2 separate regions of the Arabidopsis thaliana genome follow, and region 1 is linked to region 2. The links are chromatin contacts, called in public capture Hi-C maps. All regions are on one chromosome and are shown on one strand. Each heading gives the region's core, a stretch centred on a gene start, on an enhancer-like site or on the middle of the called end of the contact. The rest is flanking DNA. Distances are from core to core; before and after follow the strand shown.

The links. Capture Hi-C pulls out chosen DNA fragments and counts their contacts.
Region 1: a contact with region 2 is called in a capture Hi-C map of seedling, with 1.8 times the contacts expected there. The contact joins the promoter of HB-7 here to the promoter of DOG1 in region 2. A contact is called at or near these places in 2 of 3 other capture datasets (root and seedling).

What each region holds. Positions count from the first base shown.
Region 1 is chr5:19,029,241-19,033,304 of TAIR10.1, reverse strand. HB-7 (homeobox-7) reads right to left here and starts at 2,461. Exons shown (of 11, transcript NM_001344704.1): 1 at 2,352-2,461; 2 at 1,619-1,787; 3 at 1,262-1,497; 4 at 711-828; 5 at 319-501; 6 at 1-95. The coding sequence starts at 1,765.
Region 2 is chr5:18,590,081-18,594,312 of TAIR10.1, reverse strand. It overlaps DOG1 (delay of germination 1), which reads left to right and starts at 2,807. Exons shown (of 3, transcript NM_001344644.1): 1 at 2,807-3,303; 2 at 3,658-4,126. The coding sequence starts at 2,817. The coding sequence ends at 4,097. AT5G45840 (Leucine-rich repeat protein kinase family protein) reads left to right here. Exons shown (of 14, transcript NM_001344646.1): 14 at 1-396. The coding sequence ends at 233.

The sequences.
Region 1 (4,064 bases), core at 1,212-3,711, 440 kb before region 2:
AGCATCGGAGAAGGATTGATCAATGGCTGAGATGGTGGCATAGATTGCATCGGACGGCCAGTGTATCTCGAGGCAATGCAGCACAGACGATCAAGCTGTGGAATCAACAATCAATGTATTAGGGATGGGCATTTTCACCAATGTTCCAAATTACATAAATTAACACCAAATGATTAGTTTCTTTTGGCAATACGAAATGTCATTTTTATAAATAATTCTTTGATATATTTTCCCAAAACATAGCAAACCCAATGAAACATAAATGTAATTTGGAAGAAATGATTCTTTAAACATAAATGTTAAATGCAAATGGTGTACCTCTTCACGGAGGCGACAGTTCTCAATGTGGATCTCGTTGAAAGGAATGTCGCCAAGGACGGTGGGGCCGCCGCAAGAAGGACAAGAGAGGCACCGTAGCTCCGCCTGAAGATGACAATTCTCCGACTTAAGATTATCGTTCTCTGCCCTTAACATCACATTCTCATTTCTGTCTTGTTGTGCCTATTGATTCAACTCACGAAAGTAATTAATTAGATTGTCGAAAATACTTTTAATCTTTTATATGAACGTACTAACATTGGAGATTTCATTGTCATAAGTGGAAACTTTCATAAGAAATATATTTTAATTTGAGATGAGACTTTAGAAATCAAGATTATATAATCTAATAATTGTTCAAATTGAAGTGATAGAGTGAATTTGTAGCTTACCTTCATTTGGGTACGCCTATTTTGGAACCAAAACTTGACTTGTCGAGGCTTAAGACCAAGTTCAGCACTTAATCTCTTTCTTTGTTTGTCGTCTGGATGAGGGTTTTCTTTAAACAACCTACAAAGATTTAATTTTATCAAAAGTTTAATTCCAATCATGAGATCTAGATTTACATAAAACGTATAAAGTAGTGTTCAGTTTGGTAAAACAAACAAAAAGACATTCAAAGAAAAACCAAATCAAATTTTATTTTGCCTTTTTAATCTTAAAATACCGCAACCAGATAAGAGAAAATTTTCACTTTTTGTTGTTGTTGTTCTAATTTCTTTAAATATAGAATTAGTATCTAACCTTAAAATCAAGATAAAAAAATCCATTCCTAAACCAAAACTATGCTAAACCTAGCCGTTTCAAGTTAAATTTAGTTAATATATTTTATAAACCAAAAAATCCAAAAACTTATGAGGATGAACTTAAAACCAGATTAAACACATCCGAGTGTGGTTAAAATAAAATATAACATATACTGAAAATAATGGCAAAAACATACGCTTCCATTTCTTGGATCTGACGATTAGTGTGTCTGTGATAACGTTTCTTCTTAGCCGGAGGAGGTTGTTCATCGTCATGAAGCTCATTGACATCAGATTCGTTTCCAAACTTTGGATCTTCTGCTTGTTCACTACCTGACCCGAATGACCCACCCGCCGACCCGTTTTCCATCATTTCCTCTACTGTTCCATCTCCCATCATCATCATCATACTCATCATCCCATGCTCTTCCTTCTAGAAAATGATCCAAAACCAAAAAAAAAAAAGTAAATGAAAGATTTTAAAAATTTCAAGAATAAGAAAAGAGAGAGAGGGATTTGAGATAAATGTTTGAAAGTTTTAAAAAGGAACAAACCGGGATAATGGATGAATATGAGTTGAAAGGTATGAAATTGAAATTAGGGTTTTGGATTGTTCCCGGAGAAGAAGAAGACGGCTGCTGCGGCGGCGAAGCAAATCTGTTGTTTGAAGTCATCACATTACCTTCTCCCATTGTCAACATCACTTGGAAGATTTAAAAAAACCTAATGAAAACAAAGATCTCAGTTTAGGGTTTTATTTTGAAATCTTGAAGAAGTAAAGATTCAACAGAAGGAATCTGTGCATGGAAATGAAGAAATATTTTCTGAAATCTTGAAAATTGAATTTAATCTCATTTATCATAAAAAAAAATGAGAGGAGCAAAGCATGAAAGAAACGATTTAATTACCAGAGACGACAGCTAGATCGGTTCATTGTTCAGAAAATATTTTAAATTTAATACACAAAAACGTAACTGGTGATAAAAATACATTTATTGCTCATGAAATCTTTTCAAAATATTTAAGAAAAACAGGTCCAACTAATAAAAAATATATAAAGACACACTATCTGAGAATTCATGAGAATATATATGGATTAAGGAGACAATATTCAAAGAAAACGCTCATGACAAAAATATAAAAAAAATTAGGGTTTGTCTAAGTTTTTCAAAACATAAAAAAGAACGCAACACAAACCAGATAATGGCACTGTTTCTAGTGATATTTTTTCTAGAAAAATATAGAGATTTTCTTTCACTTTCTCTTGTTTTCTCTCACTTTCTTTACCTTGTTTAGCTTCAGAGAGAAAGAAAAAAAAACACAAGAATTGATTCTCTCTCTAATCTCTAAGAGTTTTTTTTTTTTGGGAGCTTCTCTCTAAGTTTTTTTTTTTCTTTCCTTTCGCAATAAATGGAGGAGTAAATTTCTCATTAAATACTTACCGGACCAGAAGGGTAAACGGCAGACTTTTTAGTTTTAACGGCGATAATTAACGGCGTCTAACGTATGAAAAATAACGCTCGTCTAACTCTTCCGTCAACTTCCACCGTCTTGCCACGTGGAGTAATATTAGTGGGAGTCCGTACGTTACCCTCGAAACAAGCGACCCCTCCATAAGTCAAAGCTTTTTTACTCTTATAAGTCAAACTTTTATTCACCACGCGTTAACCGCGTGTTTGCGTTACACTGCAATTTTATTCTGTTTTGTCACAAGTGTTGCATTATTTTGTTTGCCAAAGAAAAACAAAATCTGTTCTTCATTAAGAAAAAGAAGTTGTGTTGGACATTTTAAAAAAAAAATGTAAGAAAAAGTTTCATATACCTTTGTCTATATTACATTTTTTTCTTTTCTTAAGAAACAATTGTTGTTTTTTGTCCAAAAAAAAAAAAAAGAAAAGAAACAATTGTTGTTATTTTAAAACCTATAATTCTATCTCTTTCACTTTAATAAAGAAATTAATCCACTTCATAACAAGTATTTGAGATTTAAAAGTAATAATAATTTATTTGATACACCATTAATAGCTATTAGATTTTTTTTTGTTTAGTATTTACACATATCACTTAGTCATTTTAATTAAAAAAATTGAATCAATTTATAAAAAAAGTTTGGACATTTAAAAACAAAAACAAAATATTTAATACATTATTGAATTGATAAATATTAGATTTTTTCTTACATAGCATTTTTTTCTTTTTTTTTCTTTTGAAACCTATCATTATATTATTTATGTACTTTAAATTTATATCGAATAAAATTTATTGAATAAAATGTTTTGTTTGTTTTGTTTTGCTTATTGTTTTAATTTTAATGCTTCGTCTCTTTGTTCGAGATACTTCTTTGGGGAGAAAGTGGCTCAACTTTGGATTGACAACAAAGGTGACAATATAGTCTCCAAAATTTTATAGGCATTTCAGAATTTTTCAGATCAGAGGAGGAAAATGTATCAAAACTACAGAAAAGTATCCAAACGGGTATGTACTTCTCCAAGCACCAGGAAAGGGTTAACCAAGCACCGGGAAAGGTTAATGGTCAAGATGAAGATCAGTAAGAGCCACTGCATTGACGTGTCCTGACGCCTAATTAATGTTAAACACCAAATTAAAGGAGTTATCGTCTTGATTACCACATGTAGCCATGCCAAGGAAGAGGAAAGGCAGAGTAGTCTCAATAAAGGTCCACCTTGCACCAGAGGGACACAACCCATGAAAGTCTCTCTTTGATCAAAGAGGAAATTGAAAACTAAACTCTCCACAAGGTAAGACAAGCTTGGGGCAGAGAAGGGCATCACCCAAAACCTCTTTTCAGTACAGCCATAGGGATCTATATGTACTACCATCGATCTAGCAGTTGGGTAGCTACATCGAAAATCATGCTTAGCCAAACAGATTTCTAAAACCATAATTACACAAGCATGGGATATAGGTATCCAAATTTCATCAGAAAAGAGAGTAACCTCCAGCCTTTACCGTAACAAAAACGAGGATGTGTTTGGAGAA
Region 2 (4,232 bases), core at 1,558-4,057:
ATTTGAGAGATATGATTGATCCTACACTAACAACGTATAAAGAAGAAGAACTTGAAGCTATATGTGACGTGGCACGACATTGTCTGAAACTTGACGAAAGCCAAAGACCAAAAATGAAATATGTGGTTCAACAATTGAAAGAAGTAATAAACATATCTCAAGAACAAGCAACACCAAGACTCTCTCCTCTTTGGTGGGCAGAGCTTGAGATCTTATCCTCTGAAGCTACATAACCATGAACAAGAACGATTCTCTCTCCTCCTCTCTCTTTCTCTTCGAGTCGTCACAGGTTCACACACTCTTGCTCTCTCTGTTTACTGTAAACGTCGTCGTTCATAAATGTTCAAAAGTTGTTTTTTTCTTCTTAATTCTTTCTATTAAATTTGTTTTGGTTTTGATAGTGTATTTGGAATCCAGATGATATAACGATGTGTTTGTATAATTGTTGTATACTATATATCATACATATACCTATTACGTATAATTGTACGTATTTTGTGATGAAAAGTTGTTTATATATTGACTTCGGCTTCTTTTTAACCCATTTTATGATATTTTTTAATTTGTATTTTTTGTTTAGTCATGTCTTTTTTTTCTTGTGTAGCAAATGATCTTTTGTTAGTACAAAAGTAAGACTAATTTATTCAATTAACAACAATGGAATTAGGTAGGCTACATTTACATGTTTTAGACCAAATTGTTTGTGCATGCTTCAGCTTAAATTAAACCTATTTTTAAGTAGGAGAAGTCGAACTCATTTAGATGAGAAGAACCTATACTAGTAGATCACCACCACTACTATACCAAAAACGTTTCTCTCAAAAACATATATTCTTGTCTACATTTTTAACCCAAGTAAGAGGAGGTAGATAAGATTGAATTAAACCCATTAGATATATGACCGGATAGGTGGCCAAAGGTCTAAAAACCTAACCGCAAGATTTAAACACTAGTTGTTGTTACTTTTGCATTGACAATTGATAATGCAAATTACCCGTTAATGTTTTTTCTTTTATGAATCAATGTAAAATTTATTCGAAAAACTCTTTGATTACAATATATGCAGCTTTAAGCAGAATGTTTTTTCTGAAAAAAAGTATTCCCATTAAGTGATCTTGTGTTATCATAAAAAATAAATAAAAGATAAGGTCATATGTCATCATAACCTGAGCCTAAAGGTAACGACTAACGACAACCGTGACATACTTTTTCATTAAGCACGTTACACGACGAGACTAGCGTAGTACGTGTCGAACTATCCTCATACGTGTTTGATTCACTGCTATAAATAGAACCAATAATAACGATGTTAATATTTGGTTCTTAATCAAGATATTGTGGACCGCTTGTCCATAATTCCCTCGGAAAACCAAAACAGGTATTATATTCAAGATTCGACCTCGTGATTTTGAGGTGCATTATTTTTTGTAGAAGATTTCCATCTTCTTTTTTTCACGGCTCTCAAAGGTTTCCTTGTACACAAGTTACACTACACTGAATAATTTTCTTTATTGCATCCTTTAAACAAACTTTTGTATATTATTTTGATATTGAAATCCACCATATATATGTCTTTTTTTCTCTGTCGCTTCCTATTTGATGCATGTGAATAATTTTCACTACTATATAACCAGTTTTCTAATCATTTTCTCCGTAGTAAAAGACAAAAGTAAATTAACGAAGCTCGTTATAATAATTTAGTACTTACCAAAAAACGTCCAAAAGTTGGAGATAACTCGTTTCCAAGATATTCTACACCTCTTCTTAAGTCTCTGATCCCCAAAGAATAATAATTATTTATACGAAAATATATATAAATATAACATACTGTACAATCCGCTGTCTCAGGACATCCAAAAAAATCATTTATATCAGTAACAAAAAAAACATATCGTGAATATTAAAAAATCATCAAATAAGTGATACCAATGAATTAGTTGTTAACCACAGTGATTTAAAAGACTGATATTTTAATTGATGAATCCTAGGAATGAAAAGTTGATAATTGTATGATCTAATCTCCAATTTCTTTCCTCTTTAAAGAGGTAAAATTGCCACATGGAACATTTAACACCATTCTGAATTTCTGATTCCAGGAACGTTGTCGTATCATATCTACTCGTGTAAGTCTTAGATCGATTTAGAACTTAGAAGAACAACACTTCTTGTTTTATCCTAATTAATACTATAATATATGCATGTAAAATCTTGTTTTTTCTATATCGGGTCAATGTGAATTGATATATTAGTTTGTGAGTGTGTCGGCTTCCGTAACTTACAGGAAGGGTTTTTACTTTTCTTTTTCAGATAATTAATGAAGAAGAAGAAAATACAACCAAATTTACACAAAAATAATGGCAAATTAAACTATTTTGGAACAACAACTCGCACTCTCTATTAGTCCTCCACGTAATGCATGCATGCGTTATTTCTTTTATTTCCTCGGAAAGCACGTACTAATCTTCCAACTTTCAATACTAATACTCGTTTTAATATGTGTCCAAGTAAACATTTTCTGTCCAAGTTCATTTTCAACTTTTGAGTTGTCAATGTTTCTATTTTTCCTCTTTATTTTTGACATTTGTCATTGTTTCCCTATATTAAATTTAAACGATAATAATTTGGTTCGGTTAATATAACGCTACTAAATATATATTTAGAAGAAAATTTAATTGTTTAATCATAATTCAGTTTATTCGACATTTTTATCCATAAGTATTATAATGTATAGTATTATTTTTAGAGATAATCATTAATCAGAGAATAAAATATAATTCTGGTCCATTTAACTTTTAACTATATATAAACCCAATGAAATGAAAACAAAAACACACAAAACACAAACACGCAAACCAAAAGAGATCAAACCAATAATCAAAATACTCCTCATTATATCAGAAAAAAAAAAAAAAATGGGATCTTCATCAAAGAACATCGAACAAGCTCAAGATTCTTATCTCGAGTGGATGAGTTTGCAATCTCAACGCATCCCTGAGCTCAAACAACTCTTAGCTCAACGACGATCTCACGGTGATGAAGATAATGATAACAAGCTTCGTAAGTTAACGGGAAAAATCATCGGTGATTTCAAAAATTACGCCGCAAAAAGAGCTGATCTTGCTCACCGATGTAGCTCGAACTATTATGCACCCACGTGGAACAGTCCTTTAGAGAACGCTCTAATTTGGATGGGTGGTTGTCGACCATCTTCTTTCTTTAGGCTCGTTTATGCTTTGTGTGGGTCACAAACTGAGATCCGTGTGACTCAGTTTCTCCGCAACATCGACGGCTACGAATCTTCAGGTAAGGGTTTGGACGTTTTCGGTTATTTCGGTTTTGAGGAATAAAAAAATAGACTAAATTTAATTTTTTGGTTCGGTAGTCAGTACGGTGCGGCAAAAAATTTTATTGTCTTCCTTCCGATTTCTAAAATTTATTTATTCTGTTCATTTTGCTTATGACAAAAATAATAGATTCTTAGGTTTTATATTAAGTTGGGTTCGGTTTGAATTTGGAATTTGTTCAGTTCTATATATTATACAAATATATTATTATTTTTAAATAAAATTAATCATAAAAAATGATTCCGAACCATAGATCTATACCAAAATTCTAATGGTTTCGGTTCGGTTGGTTCAATATGGTTTGGTTTGACAGGTGGTGGCGGCGGTGCATCACTTAGCGACTTAAGTGCGGAGCAGCTAGCTAAAATCAATGTGTTGCATGTAAAAATTATAGACGAAGAAGAGAAGATGACCAAGAAAGTCTCAAGCCTACAAGAAGACGCAGCGGATATTCCCATCGCCACTGTGGCTTACGAGATGGAGAATGTCGGAGAGCCTAACGTAGTGGTGGATCAAGCTCTCGACAAGCAAGAAGAAGCTATGGCTCGTTTATTGGTCGAGGCCGATAATCTAAGGGTTGATACTTTAGCGAAGATCCTCGGGATTCTATCTCCGGTACAAGGAGCGGATTTCTTGCTCGCTGGGAAAAAGCTTCATCTTTCGATGCATGAGTGGGGAACTATGAGAGATCGTCGCCGTCGTGACTGTATGGTTGACACCGAAGGTAATGCCGGAGGAGAGGAAGGAAAGTAGTCGTTATTATATTAGATATGATACTATAGGTACGTACGTGTCATATTTAAAATTGCATAATAACAAGGTTTTCAATCTTGATATTATAAAGTTATATATTTGGCATATATTCTAGGGATATATAACCCGTATGTG